2 separate regions of the Sus scrofa genome follow, and region 1 is linked to region 2. The links are chromatin contacts, called in public promoter capture Hi-C maps. All regions are on one chromosome and are shown on one strand. The core of a region is the stretch at or near the end of the contact, and the rest is flanking DNA. Distances in the headings are between cores, read along the strand shown. Region 1 holds the start of SMTN (smoothelin). Region 2 holds the start of PES1 (pescadillo ribosomal biogenesis factor 1).

What was found. Promoter capture Hi-C pulls out the DNA fragments that hold promoters and counts their contacts.
Region 1: a promoter capture Hi-C map of fetal liver shows a contact between it and region 2, with 1.9 times the contacts expected there. The contact joins the promoter of SMTN here to the promoter of PES1 in region 2. A contact is called at or near these places in 1 of 5 promoter capture datasets (fetal liver) and 1 of 2 datasets of contacts at active chromatin or transcription factors (alveolar macrophages).

The regions. Positions count from the first base shown.
Region 1 is chr14:47,876,374-47,880,752 of Sscrofa11.1, reverse strand. It overlaps SMTN (smoothelin), which reads right to left and starts at 1,436. Exons shown (of 23, transcript NM_001244360.1): 1 at 1,299-1,436.
Region 2 is chr14:47,493,696-47,497,935 of Sscrofa11.1, reverse strand. PES1 (pescadillo ribosomal biogenesis factor 1) reads left to right here and starts at 1,953. Exons shown (of 16, transcript NM_001244432.1): 1 at 1,953-2,041. The coding sequence starts at 2,018. TCN2 (transcobalamin 2) reads right to left here and starts at 1,691. Exons shown (of 11, transcript NM_001244436.1): 1 at 1,536-1,691.

The DNA.
Region 1 (4,379 bases), core at 187-2,686, 380 kb before region 2:
GCTAAGCCTTTCTGAGCCCTTGCAGCCTTTGCCACTCTCATTCCCTCTGGTAACTTAAGCCATTGGTGGTAACACTCAGTCTTCCAATTCTTGAGGACGGCCCTCTGTGCACATCCCCTTCCACTCCTCCCCTTCCTGCCCTCCTCCTGATGCCAACTGCCCTGACCTCATGAAGCCAGGTGTCCAGGAACCTAGCTCCTGCCAGTTCACACACTTAGGATTCAGTTCCCCGGCTGGAAGAGCCTTCAGAAACTGATCCGTCCAGCTCCTGGATGAGGCAAACAGGACTGGAGAGGGCCAGAGAATTGTCATGGGGGAAGGAGGATCCCAAAAACCCAGAGGAGAGGGAATGGATTTAATCTTGGTCACCTCTAGCTTCTGAAGTCCTCTTCCAAAGTACCTTCAGGGGCTCCGGACACTCCCTTTTGCCCTACCACTGCCTATCAAAACGGCCCCCTAAATCCTGGCCCACCCTCCCACTGCAGCACTTTCCTTCCTCCCGCAGCGCTAATGTCTTTCTGGAATTTGAGAGCTCATAGCCTGACACACATGGTAGGTGCTCAGTTAATGTATGGTGACTGAAATGGCCCCAGGATTGCCCCTGTTCCTGTTGATTCATCCCTCAGTCATCTCTTCCCCCTCCCCAGAACAGTCACAGTCACTGGTCGAGTCACTTCATCCGGTGAACGGGTTTGGGGGGTCCTGGTACACACAGTTGGGGTTCATCAGACCCTACCTGTTCAAGTCACTGCTTGCTTTTCCCATCCCTGTGGGCTAGGACAGGTGGCAGCCTCCCTCTGCTGGGGTCCTTAACTCTTCTCTACCTACTCTGGTGTAAACTCCCAAGAGCGTCACTCTGCAATCACCTGGCTTAGGTTCTGTGGACACTTTGAGTTCCCTTAAGTCTTCTGAGGGGCAGGGGTCCCTAATGCATAATCTAGGACTCCCAAGGAAGTCCCTTCCTCGCCAGGGATTCCTGTCGCTGTTCCTTTCCAGTTCCAGGGCTCCCTGTCCCAGTATGGGGTTCCCGAAGATTGTGAGGAGACTTGGGGGAATGTGGGCGCTTCCCCAGGGTTTCTGGCCCCAAGACTTGCACCCCTCGGGGTCGTGGAGCCTTCTGGTGGCCCATGGACGTCCTTCCCCGCGGTCTCAGAACCTTATTCCATGGCTTAGAGACCCCGTGTGTAAGCGGGGTCTCCCAGGTCTGGGAGTCCCAGAACCCCGGGAATCCACATATCCAGGTTCCACCCCCGGACCTGGCGGGGGTCTTGGTCCTGCCCGAAGGTCCGTACACTCACCTCTCAGCCCGGCCCGCCCGTCCGGCGCGGGCTCAGGTTAGGTCTTTTGGTATCCAACAGATGGACTAGGAGCGGTCAGGCGGAAGGCGCCGCGACCGGGATCCCAGACCCGCTCAGCAACCGTCCCTGGGATTCTGCAAGCGCCGCCCGTCCAGCCGCGCCAGCAGCCCTGCCGGCCCCGCCCCGCGCCGCAGCGCTAGCCAATCATCGGGAGGGTCCCGCCCACCCTCTTGCCCCATTGGAAAGATTCAATTTTGACGGTCACGCCCCTAGTGAGGGCCCGCCCCTCGAGGGCCTGAGTTATAGAGGATTGCTGTCTTGGGGACACTGCTAGCGCGGTTTTGGCGGGTCCGGTGGGCGTCGGCAGGAGGACGCAGCTTTGAACCAAAGTCGGGGAGGGCACCCAAAGCCGGGTTAAGTGGTCTGGGATCGTACTATTTGCGGAGCCTTCAGGACAGCCTCTCTCCGCCCTCCTCTTTGTTCGTGAGACCCCGTCCACTCCCTTGACTCCGCCTCCTCCTCGCGTCAGTGCAGGGCTTGGCCGCAGTCCCTAGACTGTTTTCTTTTGGAACACCTGGTCGGGACCCTCTCAGATCAGGGACTTGACCCTTCTTTGGAGCACCTCAGGGACCACCTCAAGTGGAGCAGGATCAACCACACAACACCCCTTCCCCAGACCATACAATATGAGCAGACATTGACCTCAACTACATTGCTGCTTCTCCCCTCCAAGACCCTTGGGGTTGGCCCCTTGCCTCGCTGGAGTTTTACATAGGTAATATTGAGTCCAGAATCTCATTCAACAAATGGAGGAAATTGAGGCCGAGAGAGCAGCATGCCAAAGACAGCACAAGCAGTCAGCCAGGGGACCCAAGAGCTCAGATCCACTGGGGAAACCACTTCATTCTCCGTGCTAGAGGTCAGGGCACGTCCCACAGGTGTCCATGGAAACCAAAGGGAGTTGGAACCTGGGAGTCCTGTCTATCAAATAATAACAGTAATAGTATCAACTAATTTATTTCATACTTGCCATGTTCCAGGTGTGTACACACACATATATGGATTATCAACTGTCCCGTTTAACAGTTAAGGACAACAACTAATAGGTTGTGGAACTGTGACTTATACCAGCACCTTTCATTTTAGAATCTGTGCTTTTAACCTTTATGATGTGGGATTGTGGAGGAAGTCGTTTCAGGATGTTGCCCCAGCAGAGCCCCTCAACCCTGTGTCCAGATTCTCTGTGATCACTCACCACCTCACCTCACCACCATCCAGGGGGAGGGCCAGTATCCACCCTGAGACTCTTTTAAGGGTGATATCTTATTTCATCCCTGCGTCCTGGAGGTAGTCCTGTTTTACACATGAGAAAACCATGGTGAAGCAAGGGAAGAGACTTCTTAAGGTCACACAGGAGGAAGAGCAAACAGAGCCCAATTTAGGAGCTGTAGTTCAAGGTCCCCTTCCTCTGGGCAGACCCCATCTGGGCCCTCTCTACTTGACCTAGATACCATCCTATTCTCCAGAAGGAGAGTCAGTGCCTTCCAAAGCCAGCTTGGTCCTGTTCAAACCTAGCGGGCCATCTGAATGGCCCCTTGGGGCTGGGCACACTTAGGCCACCTGAGTGGCAGCTGATGGCTCCAATGAATGGCCTGCTTTGGCTAGCTCTGCACTCCCTCCCACCCCCATACAGCTGGAGGGGAACTGCGCAGGACTCTGCTTGGGACTAGCACATACTGGTTCTTGGTGGTACTGAAGATAAGCATGGGTCCCGTCCCTCTGTCAAGCCCTCAGGGCTGGGGTCCTACTCCATACCTTTTGGCCTTCCCCTCCTATCTGAAAGGGGCAGGGTGGGATGGTGGTGAAACAAAGATCAAAGGTGCCGGAGAAGCTTGCAGCCACATCACAGGAAGGAACAAACATCCTGTGAGGACAGTCCTGGTGTTTACTGAGCACCTGTTGCAAGTCCGACTCGGGGTTTGCCCCATTGCAGATTGACACTGTGAAAGATAAGTATCACCCAGATTCTCCAGAGGAGGAAGCTGAGGCTCAGGGAGGTGAAGGCACCTGGGCTGGTAATGGCATTAAAACGTGAGTGGAATTTTGCCCCATGCCAAAGCCCCTTTCCTCCACCTTGCTGCTTCTAGGATGGAGGGAATCCTGGAAGACTTCTTAGAGGAAGTGATAAGCAAACTGGTCCTTGAGGAAGGGTGCAAAGAAAGCCATCCCACAGAGAAGAGGGGGAAAGACATGAAAGGGTTTTTGTGGCAGAGGAACAGTGTGAGTAAAGGCTGGGAGGTTTGTAAGTGGGCAAAGGAGAGGAGATGGGCTATGGATGGAACAGGAAGTGGGGATGGAAGTCCTCCCATCTGTGAAACTCCCTGAATACCAAATGAACAGAGTGAGCATGTCTTATGGGCACTGAGGAGGCCTGGGCCTCAGTCTGTCCATCTATAAAATGAGGGGCTCGGAGTTCTTCACTTCAGGCCCTCCCAAGGCAAGGGGCTATAATAGAAAGGTCTAGATTTCTCCAGGTCCAACTCTGGACTGGCAGAGTGGGGAGTGGCTGTAGCAGCTCAGGGGCCAAGGGTAATATTTTGCTCCAGTCTCTGAGTCTGGGAATAAATACTTTACCAAGCTGGCAGTGCCAGATCCCTGAACCTTCCTGGCTTCCCCTCCTCCCAGCTGGGGTTCTGCAGAGAAAGCCCAGGCTTGGGGTCAGAAGGAAAGAGGAGTGATAGGTCTCAGGGCTAGCTCCCACCCAGGCAAAGTTGGTTCCCTTGGAGCCTCGGTTTCCTCAGCTGCACTGTGGGGAAGTTGTGGCCTGAGCTTTCTAAGCCATCTCCCCCTAGACTAGACAACATAAAATTCCAAGACTTTCAGGGAGACCCCACTTTGGGATGTGTTCACAAGTAGCTGTGAGGCCAGCCAAGGCCAAGACCTTGGGCCTATGAAGGAGTCTAGAGATTGCTGGGCACTGGGAGGGATGCAGGGGTTAGACCTGGGTTGGAGTTGGGCCTGCTGTTAGGGCTCATAGCCTAGTGAGAGTCGGGGAGAGAAGGTTGTAGAGAAGGTTGTTTA
Region 2 (4,240 bases), core at 704-3,203:
CTTTTCTAGACACCTCCATCTGTGTCTTTCCACTGACCCCCCCTCGAAATCAATGTGAGCAAAACAGGCCCTTCCTGTGTAGACCAGCTACATGATTTGCAAGTGCAGGGTGCCTTGTTAAAATATTGTTAAGAATCAGCGTTGGCTCAAGCACAGGGCCATGGCCACTGCCAGGATCACACACCCATGACAGTGGCCTTGCTCCTGTGTTCCTTTGATTAACGAGCCACTACTGTCCTCTCAGGTCCATCCTTCTCCTCCTACACAGTCACACCCTACATGCTCCCAAATGCCCCAAACTTTTGCCTCTGGCCTGGACAGTCTCTTTCTCCTTTCTCTTTGCCAGCCCCATTCCTTTTGTTCTCAGAGCCTTTCTGAAACACACCTTAGTCTTTTGCTGTGAGAACCACATGACCCTGCTTTTCCTCACACCGCTCTGTCAAGTTCCTTCAAAGTCTTTGCTAGCTCACCTTCCCCTACCCATTTTTCATTATATTTCATTTTTCGTTGTTTGTAGAGGCACTAGGCTTTTTTTCTTTTCTTTTTTTTTTTTTTTTTGGCCACCCTATGGTTTGTGGAGTTCCCGGCCAGGGATCAGTGATCCAAGCTGCAGTTGAGACCTATGCTGCAACTGCAGCGACTCGGAAGCCTCAACCCACCATGACGGGCTGGGGATCAAACCTGCATCCCAGCCTCCCAATGCGCCAGAGGGAACTCTGAATCATTAAGTTTTTATTTTAGCTATCATGGAAAGTACATAATAAAACACACATTTTTCAAAACAAGTATTGGTCAGTGCTTGATATCTGTATTTACCTCTAAAGGGTGAGTTAATGACCATGACTTTAGGTCAGGTCACATTCACAAGGGCCTCAAATTTTAATTTTTTTATTTTTTGCATTTTAGGGCTGTATGTGCTGCATATGGAAGTTCCCCAGCTGGGGAAAGAATCGAGCCACATCTGCCCGCCTACACCACAGCCACAGCAATGCAGGATCCGAGCCGGGTCTGCGACCTACACCACAGCATGACGCAACGCTGGATCCCTGACCCACTGAGCGAGTCCAGGATCGAAACCGCATCCTCATGGATACTACTAGGATTCGTTTCCGCTGCGCCACAATGGGAACTCTTCAAATTTAAAATTTTGAGGCAATCTCCAAATGGAGTTTAGCGGCCTGAAGGAAGAAAACATCTAACTTTGCAAATTTCATCTACTCCCCAGACCACATCACACTCGTGTGAATATTTGTATAAATCTTGTAATTACCCTTTAAAGAACACAATACGGAATTTGTATATACATATTAAAAACTAAAACATGTTAAATGTACATTTAAAATATAGCACCAGTTCCAACTGTGCTTTCGTCATTTTTCAACTCTCTCCTAAGGCTCAGAAAGTTTAAGTGGCCTCTTGGGTCTCTCTACCTCTGAGAGGAAAAAGTTTGCTTTTGCTTTATTTACACCGATAATAGCGAACTAACCAAAGGAAAAACCAATGGCCACAGGAGAAGCGAAAGTCGCTCCACTTACCTCCGAGGTGGCTTCTCAGGCAAGACAAGTTTCGACGCCTACTGTTACTATGACAACGCAATTCTTGCCGCTGCTCCCAGAAGAGAGACTCCCCTATGCATCCCAGAAGGCGCTGCGCTGCCTCTAGGCCTTCCGCCGCCTTCCATCCCAAAATGCAACGGGGCTGAAACGGCAAGCGTTCGTCATCAGGATGACTATAGAAATGCCTGAATATCCGCCTTCAATCAAACATTAAATATGTCTGTATTAGGCAATAAATGGGAAAGATCCAGAAGAGCGGTCTTAGTGATTTTTTTCATGGAGTTTAGTTGTAAATATAAAAGAGAAAAGTCCCTTTTTTCCCTAGACTTGCTCAGGCACTTCCTTGGGCAGCCCTCACAGGCAGGCGGCGTGGAGGGCCTCGGGGCCCTGTACCGCGCACATGCGGGAGGAAGTGGCGCTACCTGTCCGCTCGGCACTGGTAGACCTTTCAGCGTGGAGCCATGGGCGGCCTGGAGAAGAAGAAGGTGATGTGCGAGAAGCAGGGGTGGGGACACAGGGGTGACCCAGGAGGTAGGAGACGGGAGCGATATAGCCCGGGAACTGCGCCTTTCCCCGGCCTTGGCCCCTTGTGGGTGCAGAGGTGGCTGATCAACGCGGTAGAAGACAGCAGCCAGAAAGGGTCCGAGGATGGGCGAGGACAGCATTACTCGTTCGGTGAAATCCGGGAAAGAAGCCTGCAGTAGAGCTGTGAAAGAGAGCTGAGGTTACCAAGTAAAGATGCATCCCAGAGCAGGCCGAACCGGAGGACAACTGTTTACTGAAAAAGTGATGAACATAGCGCAGAGCTCATCACTATGTTGAGTTTATCATTTTAAAAACTTGTTACTCCCTTTTCTGTTGAATCAGGCCTTTTTCTGGACGTTGGGGATGAGGCATAACCAGATGTAGTCCCTACATTTCCCAAGCTCACTTTCTAGTAGGGAAGGTAGCCACTAAAGTAAATAACCAAAGAAAACGGTCACAAACAAGCCTGACAGAGGAAACTAAGTGCCAAGGCCCTTAGGTAGAAAAGGCTTGCCGTGTGTACCGAATGGGAGGGATATCAGGACAGTTGGGGTATAGTAAACCAAGGGAAGAATGGCATCTAATGTAGTTGGGGTTGGACAGAAACCGTGTTATTCACAGTGAAGAGATTGGATTTTATTTGCTGTGCAGTAAGAATCAACTAAAAGGGGAATGACATCGATTTTTCAAAGAATTGTTTTTGTTGCTGTATGGAAAATCACATTGGTGGCATGGAGAGGAGGGGATGAGGATGGGGATGATGTTTCTTCATCTTGAAAGTTTCCAATGCTGATTTGTTTTTAACCCAGCACTCATTATGTGCTAGCCATTGGAACTACAAAAATATGAGGGAGAAAATCTCATCTTGAGAAACAGTTGCAAATATGTAAACAAATCATGGCAGTTTTTAAAGTGGGGATTTCACAACCATTTTGACATTTTGAGCCACATAACTTAGTTGTGTTGTTGTGGGGAGGGTTGTCTAGTGTGTTGTAGGATGTTCAGCAGCATTCCTGACCGTTCATCCACTAGGTGCCAGTAGTACCCAACAACACCAAATACTGAATCCACCCCCAATACACCCAGAGAGTAAAGTCACCCCAGTTAACTTTGAGTATTCTCTTTTTTTTTTTTGTCTTTTTAGGGCCACACCTGTGGCATATGGAGGTTCCCAGGCTAGGGGTCTAATTGGAGCTACAGCTGCCACCTATACCACAGGCATAGCAATGTGGCATCTGAGCTGTGTCTGTGACCTGCACCACAGCTCACAGCAACACTGGATCTGTAACCCACTGAGCAAGGCCAGGGATCGAACTCACAACCTCATGGTTACTAGTTGGATTTGTTAACCACTGAGCTATGATGGGAACTCCTTGAGTGTCCTCTTAATGTTTGAAAGGGTAAGAATGGTGACAGTGTGGCATAGGGTAATGGAAAACAGTTTTAACAAAAGCAACTTCCCTAAAACAGTCTGAAACTCATCTTTGTATTGCCCTGGGACTTGGCATGGGCCTGATCCCCAATAAACAATTGATAACTTTATTAATAATAAAATGCATGCGGGGTGTGTTTGGTGACTCTGGGGTTATTCGTAAACGTACCCCTCAGGAGGCTACGGGTTTATCCCTTTAGAGCTGGACCTGGCCATCAAGGCCTATGATCTCTTAGTCCAGAGGAAGAGCTTATTTGGAAAAGATGTTCTTGCTTTGCATTGCAGGGCACCTGGCCCAGTGCACTGTTGCTCTGTCAGGGCTACAGGGATGTGAGTATAAGGCAGCATCTCAGCATTACAGACAACCACATGGTTGCATCATGCTTCTTGGGGGCAGGTAGAAGATAGACCATTTGACTTTATTACCCACATACCTCTAGCTAAATGCTTGGAACATAGTAGAGGTTTTTTGGGGTTTTGTTTGTTGATTTTTTTGTTTTTGTTTTTTTTTTTCCTTTTCTAGGGCTGCTCCCGCAGCATATGGAGGTTCCCAGGCTAGGGTCCAATCGGAGCTATAGCCGCCGGCCTATGCCACAGGCACAGCAACGCAGGATCCGAGCCGCGTCTGCAACCTGCACCACAGCTCATGGCAATGCCAGATCCTTGACCCATTGAGCAAGGCCAGGGATCAAACCTGCAACCTCATGGTTCCTAGTCAGATTCGTTA